Linked DNA regions of Gossypium hirsutum: region 2 is linked to region 1. Evidence: chromatin contacts called from public Hi-C data. All regions are on one chromosome and are shown on one strand. The core of a region is the stretch at or near the end of the contact, and the rest is flanking DNA. Distances in the headings are between cores, read along the strand shown. Region 1 holds the start of LOC107897858. Region 2 holds the start of LOC107897862.

What was found. A called contact is a pair of places that touch in the nucleus more often than the background predicts.
Region 2: a contact with region 1 is called in a Hi-C map of leaf, with 2.3 times the contacts expected there. The contact joins the promoter of LOC107897862 here to the promoter of LOC107897858 in region 1. A contact is called at or near these places in 5 of 34 Hi-C or Micro-C datasets (callus, leaf and petal).

What each region holds. Positions count from the first base shown.
Region 1 is chrD08:16,258,818-16,263,540 of Gossypium_hirsutum_v2.1, reverse strand. LOC107897858 reads left to right here and starts at 2,018. Exons shown (of 3, transcript XM_041099937.1): 1 at 2,018-2,363.
Region 2 is chrD08:16,591,600-16,596,322 of Gossypium_hirsutum_v2.1, reverse strand. LOC107897862 reads right to left here and starts at 2,303. Exons shown (of 20, transcript XM_016823445.2): 1 at 1,834-2,303; 2 at 1,715-1,754; 3 at 1,358-1,606. The coding sequence starts at 2,050.

The DNA.
Region 1 (4,723 bases), core at 769-3,268:
ACTAAATTTGATAGCATATATTAATTAAATATTACATACTTATACCATCATATACATATGTGTCACATTTATCATTCATCGGATCAGTACAATTTGTACTAAATAATTTATCGAAGCATTAATAAAGTTGCACCATTAGTGCTCTTCTCTCACTTAACCAAATTAATCTCAGTTTCGCACACTTAGTGCCCGTTATTTAACATCATTATTTAATTTCGCACACTTAGTGCTCGTTATTCAACCTCATCATTTAATTCGCACATTTAGTGCTAATCATATAGCCGTAGCTATTTCATACTCGCACACTCAGTGCTAAATATCAACAAATCACCTTCACATCTATCCCTGCTTCTCAAACATATACACATTCGGCTACCACATATATATATTTTTCATATTTCATTTCAGCATATATAATTAATATTTATCTAAAATTTACAACGTCTATTTGCTTATAAACTTACCTTGGACAACGATAATCGAAACGGAACGATTAGTCAACGGCTTTAGTCTTCCCCCGATCCAAGTCCGATTTCTTTAATTCTTGATCTTAAATCAAGCTTCAAAGATGGCCGAATAGCTTGGTTGTTCTTCTTTTCTTTTCTTTTCTTAGTTTCGGTAAGATGATAATGAAATAAAAGATGATAGTGGCTTTTATTTGTTTAATTATAATATTATAATATAATATATATTATAACCTTTATAAATAATATAAAAACTATATATTATACACATAATGCCGTCCACTATCTTTTTAATGGTCAAATTGCAAAATAAAACCTCCATATTAAAAGAATAACCACTATTCAGCCCTTTTAAAAATAACCATTAAATTTTTATTTTACGCGATTTAATCCTTTTATTTAATCTGACACTCAAACGACGAAATTAAAGCACAAAATTTTCACACTAGTAAATTCACACATAATAAACACAGAAAATAATATTAAAATATTTTTTTTGACTCAGACTTGTAGTCCCAAAACCACTATGTTCGATTAGAGTCGAAATCGGGCTGTTACATGATGTATGTTTCAGTGACCATTTTGGTATGTTTGTATATGACTTTGGCATGTGGTCATGGTGGTAAGTTTTGTTAGAAAATTACATGAGAAATGTATGGTTGGTTAATGGCTAAAATTATGCAATGTGTAAGCATGTTTGGTGTTTGTGATTGAGGTGCCTTTGGACATATTGGTTGTATGGATAGATACCATATTGATTTAACTCCATTATGCATGTTTTAGGTACATTTTTGAATGCTTGAAATATGTACAAACGGTTTGTATGTGTGAGCATGATTAGGTTGAAGGAAATGACTTGAAAATGACCTATTTCCCCTCCACACGGCCTAAGACACGGGCATGCGTCTCAGCTGTGTATGACACACGGTCACGTGTAAGTTTTTTTTAGGTTGCATTTCGAGAGTTACACGGCCTAACACAAGGGCGTGTGGCTTGGACGTGTGAACCAAGTCAAAGAGTTATACGGTCAAGGACACGGCCATGTATTCCAACTTCGGATGCCTACACAGCCTGAGATACGGGCGTGTGTCTCAGCCGTGTGAGTCACACGGCTTGACCATACGGCTGTGTGACCCCTGTAGTATGAATTTTTCTATCTTTTTCCATGAAGTTCTAAATATTTTTGATTTAGTCCCGAATCATTTCTAAAGTATTTCTAAGGCCTCGGGGGCTCGAAAATGGGACGTTATGCAAGTGTGTGCATGGACTATGATATGACTTATGAAATGTTTAAGAACGGATGTTTTTATGTTAAAAGTTTTCGGTAATGTTCCATAACACTATTTTGACGATAGATACGGGTTAGGGGTGTTACAGGTTCTGTGCCTAAAGGGAGTTCTAATGTTCTCAAGCCTGTGAATAGTGGTAATGAACGGAAGCCTTTAGTTTTCAATGATGGGTCGATCATGGGCCATAGAGCTGGGGCAGGTGTTGTGGATCCTTTTTTCTTTTAGTTTAGTACAAATTTCTAGAGGTTTAGATAAAAAGAAAAATAAAGCTATCCAGCAGCTTCAGCTGAAAAAACATACACGAGGCATGGAGAAAAGCAGTTGAGCAGTATTTGTGAGAATGGCAGTGCGATTTTGAATGGTGAAGTTTCTGGTCAAAGGCCGATGGAGATGGGGAATTTTGAAAGGGTTCAACCTCCGAAGATTGTGATTGGACATCCAAGTTAGAATTTGGTTGAAATTGGAGAGGCAATAAAGGGGATTGTTGGGGTTATTGATCAGGAAATTAGGCTGGGGTGTTCATCAGGTGGGCTTTCTATGGCAAAGGAAGGAGTTGATGTGGAGGTAGCAGGTGCTTCTCAGGCAAATTGCTAACCTGATTTTTTTTTGGGTCTGTTCTTTAACCTTAATTTTTTTTTATGAAGATTAAAATGTGTTTCTGGAACTTCCAAGGTGTTTGCCATCCTAGATTTCATATTTTCGTAAGGTAGTATAATAGATAATTCTCTCCAAATTTATTGTCTGTTTGAAACGCGTATCAGTGGGTGTAGAGCTGATAGAATTCTTGGTAGGTTAGGATTTCAAAACTCTTTCAGATTGGAAGCCTTGGAGTTCTCGGGGGAATTTGTCTCCTTTGGAATGATTGTATTAATGTTGATCTCATTCAGGTTCACCATTAGGTCGTCCATATGAGGATTACACAGGGTTCTTCAGCCTTTCTTTGTTTTGTTGTTTATGCAAGTTCCTAGTTACAGAAAAGGCGTGATTTGTGGAGAGCGCTAGATGATTTTGCTTCTAATGTCTGTGAACCATGGATTCTAGTAGGTGATTTTAAGTTCATTTTAGATGGTCCGGAGAGACAAGATAGGGCAAGTAGAGAGGGCTTTAGTTGGGATTTGTTTAAAAGCTTCATCTTTAAATTTGGACACAAGGATATGGGATTTTTAGGGCCACATTTTACTTAGAACCGAGGGATGCTTTTCAAATACTTGATCGTACTATTTGTAATTTTTTGTGGGAGGTAGCTGCATCGAACCATTTTATAAGACATTTACATAGGTTAAAATTGGATCATCGGCCGATTTTGATTGCGCGTAGCCTTAGTTGTCCCAATGTTAATCGATGACCCTTTTGTTTCTTAGCTAGCTGGTTACTTCATTGAAAATTCAGGGATCTTATTTAGGAATATTAGAATCCAAATATTGAGGTGGGTTCGAACTTGGAGTTCTTGAAGTCCGTGCTACAAGATTGGAATAAAAATGTCTATGGGAATATTGTTGTTAGGAAGAAGGAACTAATTAGGGAACTGGAGCATATACAGAGAATCTTAGAGTTTCGATCTTCCCTACAGTTGTGCTCAAGAGAAACTGAAATTTGGAAGGAAATTGATATTGTACTTAAACATGAAGAAGTCCTTTGGTTTCAGAAATTTAGATCGGTTTGGTTGACAAATGGTGATAGAAACACCAAGTATTTTCACAGCCGTACGAGAGGTCGAAGAAAAGCCAATAGAATTGAGGGGCTAATAATAGGAGATGAAGGTTGGTGTTTTGATGATGACAAAATAAAACAACATGCTGTGAGTTTTTTTAAGACATTTATACGGCTAGTTCTAGGAATGCAGGATCCTTTCCTTGTTACGATATGTTTCTTTCTATTTCTTTGGATGACCGAGAACTTTTATCAATGAATGTGTCTCGTGAAGAAATTCACAAGGCGATTTTTAGTATGGCACCTTTGAATGCTCTTGGAATTGATGGGTTTCATGCAAAGTTCTACCAATCCCAATGGGACACAGTAGACGATTCTGTGTGTGATCTGATTTAGAAGGTTTTTCTAGGACAATGTCTTGATCTGAACATTAATAAGACGTTACTTGTGTTGACCCCGAAAATCCAAAATATTGAATACATATCTCAATTCCACCTGATAAGTTTATGTACGGTGTTGTACAAAATTATAACGAAGACTATTGTTCTCCGCCTTAGACCGATCATGTCTACTGTTCTCAGTCCAAACCTAACTAGTTTTATTGCAGAAAGGAACATTGCAGATAACATAATCATTACTCAATAGGCTATTCACATTATGAGATCCAAAAAAGGGCAGAAATGTTAGATGGCATTGAAAGTTGATTCAGAGAAAGCATATTACAGAGTTCGTTGGGATTTCTTGGAAGACACTATGGTGGATGTAGGTTTTCCATCTGTCATTATCCATTTAATAATGTCTTGTGTGACTTCATCATCTATGCAGGTCCTTTGGAATGGATCCATTTTTGATCAATTTTGTCCCACATGTGGATTGCGACAAGGAGACCCCATATCTCCTTACTTTTATGTTTTGTGTATGGAGTGGTTTGGTCACGTTATAAACAATGTTGTGGATAGGCATGTATAGACCCCTAATCCATTTTCGAGGCATGGGCCAAAAATTTCGTATCTCTTTTTTGTGGATGATTTAATTCTATTCTGTAAAGCTGATAGGGTTGATGTGGCAATTGTTAATGGTATTATTAATACTTTCTGTGGTTTCTCGAGTTGGAAGATCAATAGGAATAAAGCGCAGGCTTTCTTTTCTTTAAACACCCCCGGTGAGCTTGCTACTGCAATTTGTGAGGATCTTGAAGTTTCACGGGTTGATGATCTTGGGAAGTATCTTGGCATGTCTATATTTCATCAAATAGTGTTAAAGGGTACTTTTAATTTTGTTGTGGAAAAGGTTCGAAATAAAGTTAGTGGTTGGCAAGCA
Region 2 (4,723 bases), core at 1,054-3,553, 330 kb before region 1:
TTGGGAGTTACTTTCCCATGAACATGGCAATGTGATTCCCATGATAAAAGGTGCGGAAGTTACTTTCCCATGTAGATTTGAAAGTTAAAAATAATCTTAAAACAAAATTAACCCTATTTTATATTGGTTTATGGTATTAGTATACTAAAAAACGTAAAATAAAAAAATAAAAAATAAAAAGCTATTGCCTTCTTCCTTTGTCCTAACTCCTACTACTTGATTTTCTCTATTACTTCAACGAATTCTTCGCAAGTATTATATATAAATAATTTTCTAATTTATTCCAAATCAAGTTCCATATATACATTATTTTATATGTGCATTATTATATTTAGAAAATATATGTAGGACAAATTTGCTTTCAATTAACATTATAAATTAAAAAATTTTAAAAATATAAATTAAAATTTATTATTAAATATTCGATCCAAATATTTGTTAAGAATAAAGTTTATTATAAAAATTAAATACATGAATATTATTTTTTATTTAACAAGGGTAAATTCTTAAATTATCATTACATTCTTAGGAGAATACTTAGTGAATCAAATGTGATAATGTAATTTTCTTGGGATTTTAATCAATACCTTCCAATGTATGCTAAAGTTGTAAAGTAACTTTCACAACAGTTACATTCCAAAGAATAGCATTCCATCGGAATCATAACATGGAAAAGCACCAAACACTACCTAATTTTATTGATTTACTGCTGTTTTCCCATACGAAATCAATTTTGGCATCAAAACCTAATTAGATCCTAGGGCACGCATTAGAAGTTAGAGGAAGAGGAAATCAGGGTCAACTTGCCACATGCAATTTATGCTTAGCTTTTCTCGTCACTAAAATATAGCTAATAAAAGAGACTAAAAGCCAACAGGGTGAAGCACACCTTATATGCCCTTTGCCTTTCTAGGGCACAAAAGACTATCACTTAACTGATAGCAACACTAGACTAGGCATGAGGCACTTCAATCAAAGAAGGCCACATCAATGAAAGAACCTCGAATACGTGCAACAAAATTATTGCTTTCAATGAATAAACTCTAAAATAAAAAGTGATCAAAAGTCGAAGGCAGTAGCAGCACAAAAAATGGGAAACATGGACAGCAGCAAAATTAAATCAAAATGCTTTGCAAGGTATCCGGGTATATGAATAGATGAAAACATTGACACTTAAAAGGTAGCAGAAAACAAAGAATAAGAAGCTTCAATTCTAGAATTCGGGCTTAGCAAATGAATGTGACATAAAGTAGAGGTAAGTTTATTTCCCTATAATAGTAAATATATATATGTGAAGTAAATAAATATGGCAATGGAGCTGCTGATTTAAATATGAGCTAACCGAGAGAGAACTCACCAGAGAAGAGACTTGTTGTCAAGTTCTTGTTTAGGTACATCACGGCTACGCATGGTAACCAAGTCCAAAAAGATGGCTTTGTTTTCACAACAGATGACAAGAAAATGTCGTCCTTTAGTTGATGGAGCAGGAGAGGCAAAAGTCGAAGTAAGATGATTGACAGCAGTGGGAGCTTCGGCGGCCGCAGAACGATTACGCCAAAGTTGCCAAAACCGCACGTCATCATCGAAAAAGCTCACTTGCTTAACACTATTAACAATTCATCGAAAGAAAAAGGTCCAGATTTCAGATTTTACTGTTAAATTGTATTTGAAGAAAGTTAAACGAAAAAAGAGAGCTCTACTAGATAATAATCACCTCCCTCCGCGGATGGCCTCTGTAGGTTTCCCTTTGGGCTCTGCAAATTTGTCAAGTCAAATGAAATCAACTCCAAAACAAGTGAGGATGAATATTAGATATAGAAATAGATTACGAACCAGATTCGCCCTCAGCAAGCTTCTCCAATTTGACACCAACAAGACGTCTCTGATCGATCCCACCGGCCTTGAGCTCGTAAATGACCTGGCGATGTTCCCAGTTCCAAACGGAGACGTGGTCGGAGGCATCCGCAGTTACCAACCATGGATGCGTGGGATGCACCGCTAACTTCACAATCTTATCATTGGTGCCTCGAAATGCCCTCAGCCGCAGCATTTCCCCCCGATCTGATCTGATCTGATCTGGTTATAAACAACTATTATACAGTTCACTAGCAAGGGCAACCGAAAAATCTGGAATCACTATTCCAATTTCGAGTTTCATCCAGAATTTCAGATCCACCCACTCTCAGCTGAGTCTGTCCTGGCTGGTTTTCGATTTGCAACTCCCTCCCTCAAGGTATTTCCCTTCTTTGTTTTTTCTACTTTATTTTTCTTTTTAAACCCCAAAAACATGCTAGCAACTGAATAGAATAATCAAATTCGAACTATCATTTCTAAAATAATTTAATACCTCTTTTGACCCCTGTGCTAAAGTAAAAATTTCACTTTGGTATCTATGTTATTTTTATCAGTTTGGCCCCTATACTCTATTTTGATTATCAAAATGGCCCCTAAACTTTTATTATGTATACCCGTTACCCATCTATATATTTTCTGTTAAAAAATTAAATCAACCAATTGCCACATTAAATAAAAGTAAAAAAATTTAAATTTTAAAAATATAAAAAAACTTAAATAAAATCATAAAAAAACCAAAATAATTATTTTAAAAAATTAAAAAAATTCTAATCTATTTTTTGAAAATTATAAAAAAAATATTTTATAATTATAAGTATGCCAAACTTTAAAAAACAATAAAAAGTTTCATAATTTTTATAAAAATTCATTTATTTGGAATTCTAGGCTTTTTGAAAAATCTTGAAATTTTTAAATAATTTTACGATATTTTAAAAAAAAATTAGGGATTTTTATATTTTTATGAATTTTTTTATATTTTTAAGGAATTTTAAGTATTACATAAAATTACTATAAAAATCTTTTAAAAGGGATTAGTTATCACTCAATAAAAGAATACCTAAGTTTTTTTTTTGTTTATATGTCAAAAAGGTCCTTAACAAATGTGAAAAATCAATTAAACAACAGTATTAAATTCGTACCCAATTAATTTCTTGCTATTAACAAAAAAATCAATTAAGTCCCTTCGTTAATGGTTTCCGTTGTTGACCATGTTACTTGTTAAAATAAATTGACAAACCAATTAAATGATGACACATGGCAACTTTTAGTTTAATCTATATTTTCCCATAAAATGATTAAAAATAGAAAAATTATAAAATATTATATAATTTTTAAAAAATAAAAATACTAAAATTGATACAAACTTATAAAAACTTGTAAATATTATAAAAATAAAATTCTAATAAATTATGAAAAACTTTATAAAATTAATACAAATATTTAAAATTTTATAAAACATATAAAAATTCTTAAAAACTTATAAAAATCATAAAAATATATATAAAAAAATTAAAACATTAAAATTTATATAAACTTATAAAATATTAAAAACATAAAAACTTGAATTGGATTAGATCAATCGGTCGGACCGATTAAATCCAAGTCGGCAAAGTTACCGATGTTCAGAGAAAGCCATTAGACCAATTGACCTAGGAATCAGGCGATTAAACTGATTTTTAATTTTATATTTTTTTATTTTTAATGTTTTATTTAATTGAACTAAATGGATCAGTCGAATTGGCAAACCGATGACTTGACCAGTTATGAAAATCTTGGTCAAAATATTTCATATTAACATATGCTAATAGTTGGATAATAAAATTTTGATTTGATAGTATGTAATTGTATCAAAAATATTTTATATCATACAATACTTAGTAAATAATTTCCATTTTTTCAAGGTCCAAACTACTTTACTTAAAAATTTTGAGATGATAAAATTTTTAAAAAATAATACTAACTTATCAATAAATAAAATGGAAAAGATCTCACAATTATCATTTTATTTGTGGAATTTCGAAAACATTTTATTCAACATGAAAATGACCCTAACGATCTTATGATTATTCTCATTATCCAATGATTGGTCTAATGCCATGCGCTCATTATGATTTTAGAGGTTTAAATAGTTTTTTTATAATTTTTAATTGTTAATATTTTTTATAAATTTATTAGAATTTTTTATATTTTTATAATTTTTACTAATTTTATACGTTTTTATAAAATTTAAATATTTTATTAATTTTATAAATGATTTAATAAATTATTAGATTTTTATATTTTTTATATTTTTTATATTTTATATTTTTTATGATTTTTTTATAATTTTTATAAGTGTATATCAATTTTAACATTTTTATATTTAATTATTTTTATGATTTTTAATAACTTTTATATTTTAATGATTTTGTTATAAGTTTTTAAGAATTTGTATATGTTTTTTATAAAATTTTAAATGTTTTAAATATGTTTCATTAATTTTTAAATTTATTACAATTTATTAAATCTTTTATATTTTTTATAGTATTTATAAGGTTTTTATATTATTTTCTAATATTTTTTATATTTTTATAAGATTATATCAATTTTAATTTTTTTAATATTTCTAATTTTTAATAATATTTTCCAGTTTTTTTATAAATTTTTCTATTTTGTATGATTTTTTTTATTTTTTATAAAAAAAATATTATATTAAACCAAAAGCTGCCACGTATCACCATCTAATTAGTCAGTCAATTTATTTTAACAGTCAATGTGGTCAACCACGGATTCCGTTAACGAAAGGCTTGATTAATTATTTTAATTAATGGCAAGGGTTCAATTGGGCTTATTTTAATAGTCAATGTGGTCAACCATGGATTCAGTTAAC